2 separate regions of the Mus musculus genome follow, and region 1 is linked to region 2. Evidence: chromatin contacts called from public Hi-C data. All regions are on one chromosome and are shown on one strand. The core of a region is the stretch at or near the end of the contact, and the rest is flanking DNA. Distances in the headings are between cores, read along the strand shown. Region 1 has its middle 57 kb from the start of Gm34721. Region 2 has its middle 12 kb from the start of Gm34558.

The links. Hi-C and Micro-C count contacts between places; a contact is called where the count stands out from the background.
Region 1: a Hi-C map of uterus shows a contact between it and region 2, with 3 times the contacts expected there. The contact joins two enhancer-like sites. A contact is called at or near these places in 7 of 484 Hi-C or Micro-C datasets (cerebral cortex, embryonic stem cells, forebrain and 2 more).

What each region holds. Positions count from the first base shown.
Region 1 is chr13:59,347,906-59,354,572 of GRCm38.p6, reverse strand. No RefSeq gene overlaps it. Among named protein-coding and RNA genes, the nearest start is that of Gm34721, 57 kb to the left of the region's middle. Within about 2 kb of position 3,627, at least 10 of the 459 cell types and tissues checked have an H3K27ac peak or open chromatin away from gene starts, as enhancers often do. A contact at or near this core is called in uterus, where this site is marked.
Region 2 is chr13:59,225,424-59,232,676 of GRCm38.p6, reverse strand. No RefSeq gene overlaps it. Among named protein-coding and RNA genes, the nearest start is that of Gm34558, 12 kb to the right of the region's middle. Within about 2 kb of position 4,001, at least 92 of the 459 cell types and tissues checked have an H3K27ac peak or open chromatin away from gene starts, as enhancers often do. A contact at or near this core is called in uterus, where this site is marked.

The sequences.
Region 1 (6,667 bases), core at 2,378-4,877, 120 kb before region 2:
TGCTGGCAAGCGACCCTGAATCCAGAAAACATTGGGTTTATATACAGTATAGCTAGGAATAGTGTAAATGTTCACAGAAAATGGGAGTAGAGGGCTGTAATCATTTGGTGGAATAGTACCAGAGTGGGAGGGGGCAGGGTTAATGGGTGTCTGTTCAGGGACTAATTTTATGACCAGGCATAACTGTTTGTGAACTGACCTCTGTTTACCTTTTCCCCCATGGTCTCCCTTGAGCTTGTTATTTCTCTAAGGTCTCAAGGACAGGCACCCGGAGTTCTGCAGCTCCTCAGCAGGAGTGTTGGTTTTTGGAGATACAAAGGCGGGGAGGATGTCTCCTCAGAATATCCTCATGAAGAGGGAGTTTTATGGGTAGTGCCATTCTAATGCTAGGGGAGGGGGAGGGAGCCCCAGGCTGTTGCAGGAGGACACAGCCAGAAATCAGCTTTTTGCACATCATGCTTGCCTCAGGCTGGAGGGAGGATGGGAGCTTCTGGTGGGGGTTGGGGGCAGGGAATGCAGAGGTAAACTGTACACAACACTGAAGTCTCTCTCTAATAATTCGGGTGTTACAACAGTGGATGTTTGGAGGGTACAAATAGGATTCTGCAGAGTGACTGAGCTTGGCTTGCTGGTACAGCTAACTGTACAATGCTTGTGGGTCTCACATCTTCGCTGATCTTTGCTTCCCTGAGAGAGGCACAGCTGAGAATTTCTGGTGTTCCTGATGGTCCCTCCTGCTGACTTGAGGAGCCTAGGCTGAGGCCTGGCTGTCTCTGCTAGGTCATGTCACCGCTGTTGCTAACACAACTCTACCGAACTGGACTCCTGGTGTATCCACAAGGTGTTTGCGAGTGGATCAAGTGTTTAAGAACCATCATTCCAGCCTGGTCTACAGAGTGAGTTCCAGGACAGCCAGGACTACACAGAGAAACCCTGTCTCGAAAAACAAACAAACAAACAAACAAACAAACAAACAGAATTAAAGTTACACAGGACCCCAGCCAAAGGAATCAGGCCAGGCACAAGTAAAGTGGGTTTTTCCATTTCAGTCAACCCAACCTAGATAACCTCCCATAAGCATTCTCAGAGAATAACTTAATCTAGCTAATTCATCATGACCATGCCCAGAGGCAGGGCTCTTGGATGATTCTAGATCCTGTCTTATTGCCCATATTAACCATCACAAACATTGAGTCTTATCCCCAGCCCTTAAAACTCCCTCTTGAGACCAGAAGGGAGTTACTTGAACAGAAGGAATGCCTAGAAGGCATCCCTGGGGACACCATGCCACTGTGGCTGTCACAGAGCCGTGACAGAGGCAAATGGGAAAGCACAGCGGTATCTCTGAGTTGCTGGGACAGGGGAAGTGGTTGAGATAAGGAGAAGAACATGGACTTCCATGGACATGGCCTTGGGATGGGGGTGTAGGGCATTGAGAAGATGCAGACGTGACAGAGGGGGAGGGAAAGAGAAGAGAGAGAGGAAGAGGGAGAGGGAGAGGGAGAGGGAGAGGGAGAGGGAGAGGGAGAGAGAGAGAGAGAGAGAGATCTAGCTTCCATGTTGGTGAGACCATTATATACTCTAAGTACAAGGCACCAAAGACTGTAATTACTATTGATTTAGTAATGAGAATCTTTTCCTGTTTGTGGGAGGCACTTGAGAGCAAAGATGATCCAAACTACCCCCCTAATACTTTGTTATTCCCCAGGATGAAAAGGAAATTATGAAGTATAATATTTAATGAGTTAAAAACATACTGAGCATGTGACCAAGGCATGATCTGCTCTGTGGACTAAAACATGCTGCAAATTTATTGGTGGAACAATGAGAAGTCTGGATCCTAATTGTCAGTAAGAAGCCAGGGTTCTCATCTCTAGGCTACAGATTTTTGCTAGTGTGTATTAACTTGTAGCCAGGGCTTTCTTGATACATTTGCTATGATGTGTGCACCTGGGCCATATTTACTCCTCCTTCCTATTCCCCTTCTCATCCCCCCACACCACCAGTTGTTCCCCTTTTATTTTCAACACCCCCAAATTCTGCATGTGGGAGAGGAACCATGAGACAGTTGTCCAAGATACTTATGTTTAGTTTGCTCTAACTGCCCAGCTCATCTATTTTCTTGCAAATGACATGGCTAGATTCTTTATGGTCAAGTGTAACTTAGTTGCACATATCTTTAACCACAAAGGCCCAACCATAACCACTGTAGGGCCCCTAGGCTGATAACTTGGCTGTTGTGAACAGGACCACACGCAGTAAGCATTGGTATGCAGGTATGAGGCTATCTCAGAAAGGGGCGCAGTAAACGAGGGTGTGCAGGGAGTATAGTAAACTGACTTAGATTCCTTGGGAATTTGGACCCAGAAGTGGTATCTCTGGGACATAGTACTGTTTTAATTTTTTTCTTTTGAGTAGCCTCCGTACTAACTTCCATAGCCAAGCAACAATGTTTAAGGGCCCACTTTGCCCCATATTCTTGCCAACATTTATTAATTTTTCTTAACGATAGCCATTATGACTAGAGTGAAGTCAAATAGCAAAACAATTTTGATTCGCACTTCCCAGAAGGATAAGAATATTAAAGGTTTTTTTTTTTTTCCTGTGTATGTATTGACCATCAGTGCTTCATTTGAAAAGTGTCAGTTCAGTTCATTTGCAGGTTTATTGGCTGGATTATTGATTTTTTTTTTTTTTGAGTTCCACTTTCCATTGGGCATTAATCCCTGGACATGTGATTATCTTCTGTGCAGCTGACAAAGATCCCCCCCCCCCCGCCCCCTCCTTCAAGGCTGTGTCTCTTTACTCTGGGAATCTATGCTGTGAGGAGCTTTGTTATTTAGATTTAGCTCTTTTATGTGTATGTGCGTCACATGCATGCAGTGCCTAAGGAGGCCAGAAGAGGGCAGCAGATCCACTGGAAAAAGAGTTGTGCCTAGTTGAGCGCTACCACGTGGGTGTTCTATAGGAGCCTAACATTGAAACGGCCCCCAAAGCCACTTAAGGAACTAAAGACATTTACTGCTCAGGAGGAGGAAATGTGACTCCCACCCTGAAGCTGGGCCGAGCCTGTTGGGCACAGGCCATCTTAGGGGAGATTGAACTTTATGGAAAGATGAAGACTCCTAGGATGTGACTAATAACGGAGCCCGGGAGCGAGGACCTCGCCATGACAGAGTGACTGGTTGAAGGAGCCACAGGAGGCGTTGCCTTAGGGAAGAACCATGAGCCGCCTTGTAGAGAGAGGCAAGAGCGGTCCTCTTCCATCTGCGTGCAGATGGTTCTGTTCTGCAAGGCTGCGTCCTGGTGCAAACCTGAGAGGAATTATTCCGGGATGAGGTTTGCTGTAGCAGCAAAACATTTGTCTTATAAAGGAAACTTGACTGAAAAACACGGTTTACAAGATTTTAAACAGAGACACACTCAAACTTAAAAAACACAATGCTCTCATGATTACTTTAAGACCTTTGAGCCTCCTCTGAAACAAACCATCCCCTCTATAAATTTTGTCCACAGAGTAATTTTCAAATTCAGTGGAACAGAGCTTTGAATGGTGTCATGCAGTATGAAAGGAAACCGGGCTTGGCGTTCCTTTCCTTTACATTATCTGGGCTGATTCCAGCATTTATAGATGCAGTAAACACTGAGGGTTTTCTAACTCCTCACCACGGAGTCAATAAAGAAATGAGAGCAGCAATAGAGGCTCTTGCTGTTTCCTTAAAGAGCTGGGAGACATCCAACCGCAAGCTGATTTTCTGTTGGCTGCTGGCTACATGTTAGTGACCTGCTTTGTGTTTTACGAGCCATCTGCAGACCCCACAGTGCCGTGCTCTGTCTGCTTTGAGATCTTTTCTTAAGACACAGGAGAGGTTGTTTGAGGTCCTCACACTGAAACTGTTTTATGTCATGAAGATTAGGGGACAGAATGAGATGCACCCGGAACTGTACACAGATGACAAACACAGACTCACTCTAAAGTCAGGGAAAACACATCCATCCATCCACACATATCTCCCCAGACACCCCCCTACATACACACACACACCCACACACACATACTCATACACACACACACACACACACTTACATCCATCCCCCTAATGTCCATACACACACATACACATACATGCATAGACACACAAACACAGGCATAACAGCTACACACACATACACACACATATACACATACATACACACAGACACAAAGATAAGTATACACAGTCATACAGAGGTACACAGACAGAAACACACACGCATCCATCCACACATATCTCCCCACACACCCCCCACATACCCCCTCATATACACACACATCCATACACACCCATACACACACATACACTCACATCCATCCCCCCAAAGTCCATCTACACACACACACACATCCATCCACACACATTCACATATGCAAATACATGCATAGACATACGCATATCCACCCACACACACATACACATCCATACACACATAAGCATACATCTATTCATGTACGCACACACACATACACATATATGCATAGACACACAAACACAAGCATACAGCTACAGACACACACACATATACACATACATACACACAGACACAAAGATAAGTATACATAGTCACACAGAGGTACACAGACAGAAACACGCACACATTCATATACACATAGACATACAAACATGCAAACATAGCCACATAATCTCTCTCTCCAACACAGGGACACATTCTCTTTCTCTTCTCTATCTTCCTCTAGTTCTCTCTCTGTCTCTCCCTCTCTTTCACTCTTTCACTCTTCCCTCCCTCTTCTCTCTTCCCTGCTTCTCTTTTCCATCTCCCCCTTATATCTCTCTTCTCTCTCCCATATCTCTCCCCTCTCTCCCCCCTCTTCCCTCTCCCTCTCTCCCCCTCTCCCCCTCATCTCTCTCTTCCTTCTCCCCCAACTTCCCTTTCTCCTCCTCATCTCTCTCCTCCCTTTTCCCCCTCTTCCCTCTCTTCACATTTCTCTCCTCCCTCTCCCCCTTCTTTCTTTTCCCCTCTCCCCCATCTCTCTCCTCCCTCTCCCCCCTCCTCCCTACTTCTCGATGTCTGTTGCAAAAGCAGCGCAAACACAAATCTCACTCAGCTGCACTCCTGATCACTGCCGCTGTCCTGAAGCCAGCTTCCAAACATTTTTGGGGCGGCTGAAGTTTTTCCTCAGTGATTAAGAGCATTGGCTGTTCTTGCAGAGGACCTGGATTTGGTGCACAGCACCCTCCCACCATGGCAGCTCACAACCATCTAATTCCAGTGGATCTGAGACCCTCTTCTAGCCTCCACACACCCTGTACCCACATGGTGCACAAATATACATGCAGGTAAACATGTATACACATAAAATAAATAATTTATTAAAAACTCATTTACTATCTCCACTGTTGCAGCCAGATACCATGAAGGGAAAGTGTTTGCACATGAAGCATTCCAAAGCTTTCTACCATTTTGAACTCCCAAGTCCAGATAATAGATATGAAGATGTCATTGTGCACACAGAAATTAGTCTGTGAATTTTCTGATTATGGAATATACACATGGTTTAAAAGATATGATAATAAGAGCTATTTCATGTCTTAGCTGACCACTAGCATGCCATTTCCCCACTAAAAGATCTACCTTTCTTCTATTTCTTTTGCCATTGATGCCCCTTGCTAAAAATAATATTCTATTCTATAAAACAGAAACATGGGCTAATTCTTATTCACATGAAACAGCTACTAGCTTCCTGTGACATTTGAGGATTCTTAGTTCACTTGAGTATTTTTTTAAAAGATTTATTATTTTCATTTTATGTGAATGAGTGTTTGTCTACACTTATGAATGTGCACTAGGCACATGCAATGCCTGCAGAGGCCAGAAGAGGGCTTTGGGTTCCCTGGAACAAGAGTTTTAAGCAATTGTAAGCCAAGATGTGGGTAGTGGAAGAGTAGTCAGTGCTTTTAACTGCTGAGCTGACTCTCCAGCCACTTATGTATTGCTTAAATTAGAATCTGGCATTAAAATGTTCAGGCTTTCCTAAGATAGCACACAATCCATTGAGTTTTGATAAATAAAACCTACATGACATTTCCAGCCTGACAGGTAATGTTGGTTGTCAACTAGACTGGAGCTAAGTATGTCGAAAACTTCATACCTCCAGTTCTGGGTGTGAAGGCATTTTCAGGGAAGACTGAGGGTCGGGGACTGAATGGGAAGACTTATCTTGGCCTGAGCTCAGTGGTGTGCCTGCTCTGGTGAAGTAAAGCATTAGAAGAAGGGAGAATTCTGGAAACTCTCATAGGCTAGACCCTTCTTGACTGGGATGCTGACAGGGTCATCTGCAGACAACTGGCCTCCAACTCTTGAAGAATCTGCGCCTATGAGGGTCTTCAGGCCTTTGGCCTCAGACTGAGGTGGCATAACTAACTTTTTTATCTACAGTGTTTTGCAGCTTAAGACTCTTTGGTCTGAGCAGATACTATGGGGTGACTTAACCTCTGATCATGTGAGTCAATAAACTGTTGGTTCTGTCTCTCTAGAGAAATGCCCTTCATCTTCAAGGCAAGTGTTGTGAGGTGAGTCCATAACTGTTTGTTTATGACCTGGGTCTTTCACAGACATGCAATCATGTAAGACCTATATGTTTCAAATATGTATTGTCATTCTTCTTGGT
Region 2 (7,253 bases), core at 2,752-5,251:
CAGTGTCTTATGTGTGGACAGCTGTGTGTGTGTGTGTTTGTGATATACATGAGCGTGGGTATGGATATACATATACACATGCATGTGTATCTGTACTTGTGTGGAAGCCAGATGTCAATATTGGCCATCTTCCTCTCCTGCTCTCCACCTTGTCTTTGGAGACAGGTCTCTTTTAACCTGAAGCTCACCAAGCAGCTAGACTGGGCAGCGAGCTGCTGGGATCCCTTTGCCTTTACCTCTGAGTGCTGGGATAGGTACACACCATGGAGCTGTGTTTTCTATAGGTGCTTGGATCTAAACTCAAGTTCTCCTTCTTGCACAGAAAAATGGTCTACTTGCTGTGAGTACACTGTAGCTGTCTTCAGACACACCAGAAGAGGGCATAGGATCCCATTATAGATGGTTGTGAGCCACCATGTGGTTGTTGGGATTTGAACTCAGGACCTCTGGAAGAGCAGTCAGTGCTCTTAACCACTGAGTCATCTCTCCAGCTCTGGCCATCTCTCTCTCTCTCTCTCTCTCTCTCTCTCTCTCTCTCTCTCTCTCTCTCTCTCTCTCTCTCTCTCTCTTTCTCTCTCATCTTTTAAAGTCACACTTTAGGTAGAACCCACTTTTTTTTTCCAGGGTAGGAGAAAGTGATAATGATCCCTCCGTGGTCCCTCAGATGTCCCTCTCTGGACATCATGGAATGTATTATTTGTCTGCTCAAGGTTCACCTATCCCTAGGGGCTGTGCCAAGACCCAAGCTCACTGTTAGCATTTCTTAAGTGGCTGCCAGCGCTTCCATTAACAGGCACAAGTTAGAAGGGAAACTTCATTCATATAAATATTCTCTGGGGTTTTCCCCTCTTTCCAAAAGGCTTCTCTGAATGGCTTTTATCCTCGTTTTAATTTTTACAAGAATCACGTTGCTATATCCAAGTACAAGTGCAGCGTTTTGCTAAATCCCCAGGCCATTTTCAGGCTTGTAGGATAACATTAGGAGATGGGATGAGAGGAAAATTAGAGGCAACGAGCAGGAGGGGTTCATAGAAGGCATGAGGTAACCTGTTCGGTAAGGGAGATTGTTCCCAAATGGGCTGTGGGCTGGGAGAGGGTGAAGCAGCATTGGCTAGGGGTATGGAGGTTCCCTGGGGGTCCCCCATGAACCTGGGAAAGGGTGAAGCACTGTTGGCTAGGGGTATGGAGGGTCCCCCAGGTGCTTGGTAGGTATCAACCTGGGCTCAGTAGGCTGTACTCATAATCACTTCCATTACCATTCATGGTGCTCTTCTAGTGAAGACAAAACAAAAGACAAGACTACCGCCGGGAGATTTTGGTGGAGAAAGTGGCAGGCTTTTGTTCTTGTGATTTGTGTTAAGGTGAGTGCAGGGCTGAGATTTTACTAAAACCAACCAAACCGTTCACATTGTGTGATAAAAAGTGGGGAAGAGCATTGTTGTCTTTCTTTCACCATTACGGTGAAGATGAAATCCCCAGCTACCCAGCAGTCCTTCTGCAAAGGTCTTCCTCTCTCACTCGTTCATGCTTTTATGGCATTATTCAGTCTACAGAAATTGGCTGAGCACCTACTACGCCGTCTTTCATCTGGCAGATGTGGAGAAAGAATGAGGAGCATGACAGTCTCCAATCCAAGATTCATGTCCTCACGGCATTTACACCGGAGGAAACAGACACCGATCGGACAGTAAATACCACTCATACTGGAGTTGAGTGGAGACCGGAAGTGAACAGCTGTGTACAAAGTTGCAAGGGATACAATGTATCCTGAGAAATAACAAATGACCAGGAGGAATGGCCCCTGCTAGAATGGGAGACGCAACAGTTGGTTGAGCCTCAGGCTCTGAGACTCCGGGACAATGTTTAGGTTAACACTTCTGCTCTGTCCACCATGGGGACTCTGTGTGTACTGACTGGGTGCACAGTCAGGTATTGATTTGATTTCCTTTAATGCCCACTCAATGCAATTATTCATTGACCAAAATAACCAGCTCATAAACAATTATTTCAGTCTTCTTAAGAACACATTAGCTCGATTATGGGAATAATTGGGAGAGATGACCCAGTTAATTGACTTAGCAGAAAATGTGTTTCCCTGTGTATACAGAGCTTAATGTAACCTAATACGTTTTGGATAGAATGCCCATGGAAATGGAAAGATGCCCATGCTCATGTCAGCCGGTTTAGGCTTTAAAATTAGGCTGTTTATGTTCTTCTAGCCCTGGTCTCACGGTGACCTGGCATGACCTGTTACATTTATTCACAACTTGTAAAGTCCAAGGACTCACCCATGTGCCTGACAGGGCCTTCTTCAGCGAGGCAAACACAAGTGACACTTTAAGTCTTGGTGGTGTTTTTGCACAAGGGCAGTCTGGTAAGAGCATCAGATTCAGGAGGAAGCTAGGGGTTTGGAGTGAAGTTGACTGTGAGCAGAGAGCACCACTTAGGCGGACTGAAGCCCAAGGATCTCTAGGTTACAGCAGCCACACTTCACAATTGTAACTATTTTTAAGATACTTATTCATTGTATTTTACGTGCATGCATGTGTGCCAGGGTGTATACATGTGCACCATGTCTGTGCAAGAGCCCGAGCATGTCAGAGGGGGCATCAGACCTGCAGGAGCTGGAGTTACAGAGAGTTAGTTACCATGTGGACTGGACCAAGGAGTTCTACAAGAGCAGTGAGCGCTCTTAACCTCCCAGCCATCTCTCCAGCCCCACCTCACACAATTAAGAGATAAACCGCACACACACAGGCACATACGGGGGTCGCTGACTGCTGCCTTTCCTTTCCTAGTAAGAATGTATGAAGCAGATGTGGCAACGTGGATTTGAGGCCAGCATGGGAAGTATAACAGGACAGTTTTTATCTAAGAATAAAAAAAAAAAAATCAAGGGCTGGAGAGATGGCTCAGTGGTTAAGAGCTCTGAATGCTCTTCTGAAGGTCTTGAGTTCAAATCCCAGCAACCACATGCTGGCTCACAACCATCCGAAATGAGATCTGATGCCCTCTTCTGGGATGTCTGAAGACAGCTACAGTGTACTTACATATAGTAAATCAATCAATCAATCAATCAATCTTTTAAAAAATCAAAACAAACAAAAATCCAAGAAAACAAAACAACAAGCAAACAAAGCCCCGTGGCTGCGAACAGCAGTTCCCAAGCCCAGAAGAAGCTGCTGCAGGAGAGTCCAGCGGTGCAGAACGAGAGGGCGGGGTTTGTCTGTAGGCCTGTAGGGCTTCACCCAGAGATGGATGGTGACACATCTATGAGTGCATGTGGGACACATCTGATGGATACTGAAATAGTATAGGCCTGGTCTGGCTGTGACACATGGTCACAGATGGAGCAATATGTTAAGTGACAAAACTGTATTTCCCACAGCTCTAAAGGCAGAGTTGCTAAAGACAAGGTGCTGGCACATGGCATCAAGGAGGGCATTCTTGACTGACTGTACTCTCACATGGTGAAAGGCAGAGGGCAAAAGAAGGTGGGAGGGGTAAGCTCCTTCCTCAAAGCCCTGGTAGGCAGGCTCTGAGGCCAACAAGGAACGCTTTACTTTAAGTCCCCACCACACCCTAAGAATGCTGGACCCACTGCTTCACATTAGCAGTTAAGTTTTATATGTGAACTGGAGGGTAGGTAGATTGAGGGCCCAGCTGGGGCTAAGGAGACCCAGGTTTAAGCGCACACACACACACACACACACACACACACACACACACACACACACACACACTTCTGAACAAATTCATTTCTTTTAGGGAAAACAACAAGCCCAAAGGCTGATCTGGTATCAGAACCAGAGCTTTGTTAGTACTGGGCTAAGAGTAGTTAGAACTTCGACTCTCAGGTCGTTGCTATCCCTGAGAGACACAGAGGAGGCAGCTCTTAGACTTCCAGAACTTGACAGACCCAGCCTACCAGAGAACGCTCTCCATGCCTACTCAGAGTGGGCTGCCTGCTTCTGCTTCTGTTAGAATCCTGATCTCATTAGCCGTGAGATTATTAATCTCCTCACAGGCTGCCGGACGGTAAACCACAGACAGGGAGGAGCAGCTGGTTGGAGGTGATGAAACTTTAAAAGGCACAGTTGAGAGGCTTGGCGTGAAACCACACCAAAGCCAGCCTCCAAGGGACAAGCGAGATGACTGTCCCCCACAGGCTGGCTGAAACATGCTCAAAACACAAGAGTCCCACGGGGTGGTGTGAGAAGTCCACAGGCCCCATTACTCAACTCACTGATTGCTTAAGCCCTGGAAGACGGAGCCAAGAAGTAAAACCCTGACCAAGCCATCATGCATTTCTCTCCAGTCACTCCCACAGGTACCCTTGTCAGCTGTGACACTTGCCCTTGGCAAGTTGCCTGGAGAACTATCTGGGCACAGGCCACAGAGTTTCTTATTTTACTTCCTTCTTCCTGCTTCCTCAGCACCTGGCCTGGGCTGACGCTCTGTGCTGGCTCAAAGACCACATTATCTGAGTGAGATACTTAAGCCTTCCGGCACTTTTAGAAAGGATACCAGTAGCCAATCAGGTCAGCTGCAGGAGGGGGTATGTTTGCCTGGGGCCAAGAGTGCTCACCAAGTTTTGTCCTTGTGATGAACCAGGTCAGGATTCAAAGTCAGACCCAGCTCAGATATGAAGAGGCTGTGTTCCATGGAGTCAGACAAGACAAGAAAGAAAAGCAAATTCCGAAACCCGCTAACTTCAGACGTAAGGATGAAAGAGTGCTCTTTCGGCCAAGCCTAAGAGCTCAACATCTCTGGGCAAGGATAATATTGTTCCCAGGACCCTTCGGTGTGTGACTCGGAATAGATAAAGCTCTTTATGGCTCTACTTCCACAGGGGTTTACTTTTCTTCATTTGTAAGATAAACTCTCCTTTAGGAAACTGTGGCGAGATCGCTGGCGGGGGCAGATGCTAACAGCCTGGTGCATCCTTCAGAGCTTAAACAGTTACTACAGTGCACAGCCACAGTGCTCCTGCTTCTGCGCACAAGGGAACTGAAGATAGATATCCATAGGAAAAGCTGTATGCGAATGTTCACAACATTGTTTGCAAGCACTGACAATTAGGACATCCGTGGTCAGGCTGGTGAATAGATTCATGTTGTCTGTCCATCCCTCATTGACAGAAGCGAGGAGAGGTTGAAATGTGAGAACATTATGCTCAATTATAAAAGCCACACACAGAGAGCTAAGGAAGAGATTCTACTTCATTTCAATATTCAGGACAGAAAAATACATTACAAAAAAAGTGTAAGAGCTGATTATGAGAGGCGCGTATGGGGCTGGGGAGTGGCCTCCAAAGGACATGGTATTTATTGTAATCTAAAGTTGAATGTTAGTGATGGTTGCATAACCTGGAGAGTCACAAACAAACAAACAAACAAACAAACAAACAAATGTTAAGTGAATTATTAAGATTGTGAGTTTTCAGGACTTGGGGAGTTGCTCAGGGACAGAGGACTCTCATAAGCACAAGATCCTGGGTTTGCTTCTCAGCATCGAGTTAGGATGTGGATTTTATGGCACGTAGATGGCTTTTAATTTAAAACCACATGTTAGTGAGGGTTTTGTCAGAATTAAGAACTGGTGTGGAAATCCACAGGCTTGTATTGGATTTGTGTAGACACAGTGCATTTTGAGAAACTTTAAAGGATAATTTTATAAGGGGGAAAACACATGAATTTCCCGTTAATATAAAGTTAACACACACGAGGCTTTATTTAGTGCAGTCACAGAAGGACGAGTGAGAATGGTAAAAAGCTCGAGGAATCTGAAGTGAGCGAGAACCCCATGGAGAACATGGACATGGAGAATGGCTGCCGCCTCTCAGGAGAAATGGAGAACCCTCCCCCCAGCTGAAGGATTGGCTCTGCTCCCCGAGACACAATTCTCCCAAGCAGAGCATCTCATGTTCTTGTCAATTCCCCTAACTTACACAGCTGCAGAATAAGTCAAAGGTGGAGACTCCTCTAGAAAGATGTGCTTCAGAGGGCCTTTGGTCGTCAAAACTGCAAATTTCGAAATCCACGACTTTTCCTTGCCAGTCTGTGACACCGTGGGAACTCTGCCCACTGAACAAATGTGGACAATCAGTCGTCCTCACTACAGCTGTCCAGACAGAGAATCCACAGTAAGTGTGGTCCTGTTCAACACTTTCCAGTCGGCCAACATTTATTTCACTTACTATGTGCCAGGCAGCGCAGTGGTGGGCTGGGTTAGACATGGAGAAAAGCCATTAGTTAGCTGCATGATGAAGAACTCTTTCCGTGCAAGTGGAGGCCAGAGGAAAGAGGCAGCACTGTAATCAGAGAACAGCCTTAGGAAGGCACCTCCATCAAGGTCTCTACCATCAGTGAGTTTGCTAGTCTAAAGGCAATGTGCTTGGGCTGAGCCCTGCCAATGACACCAGATTTTAGCACACGTGTAAGTATGGTCAAGTGTCTGCATCTCAATCCTCTTTCAAAATGCAGCAGAGATGTATCCTGAGGATTTCTTGTGAGCATTAAACAAAAGCCAGGAAAGTAAAGAACTACAGCCACACCCAACATATAATGTTCAGTAAACAACAGACGCCCATCAGGAGTCCCACCCAGATTACGCCCTGTAGCCGCTCGCAGCCCTGAGGGAAGAGAGTCCATAGGGAAGAGCAGTGGTGGCTTAAAATGTCAGGCAGTTTAGTGCCTTATGTGCCTTTTCCATTGAATGTGCATTTGCTGAAAGATCTAGATGGATACCACCACCACCCTTGCCAATGTAAAGGTCACTAGATGCCAAAGAGTTTAAATTATACTAATAATGAGAGCCTGGTCCAAGATGTTTGACGAGTCTTGACTTTAGATGCAAGCCCTGGAGATTTCCAGGTGGAGCTTCTAAACTCATGATCCCCACCTCCCACCCATTCCCTCCAGATAGGGTTTCTCTGTGTCACAGCTTTGGCTGCCCTGAAACTCCCTGTGTAGACAAGGCTGGCCCTGAATTTACAGAGATTCTCCTTCCCTGCCCACCTCCAAGTACTGTAATTAAAAGTGTGCATAATTCTCACAGCAAACTTGTTGGTTGAATGCTACAAGATTGTCTAGTAGATTGGGAAAAAGAGCACAGAATTCAATTCAATCCTGGTCAACTGGTCAACCCCAGGCTGAGAATCAGTGGTTGGGCATGTTATATGCTCAGACCAAGCATGCACGTGTGTGTGTGTGTGTGTGTGTGTGTGTGTGTGTGTGTGTGTGTGTGAGAGA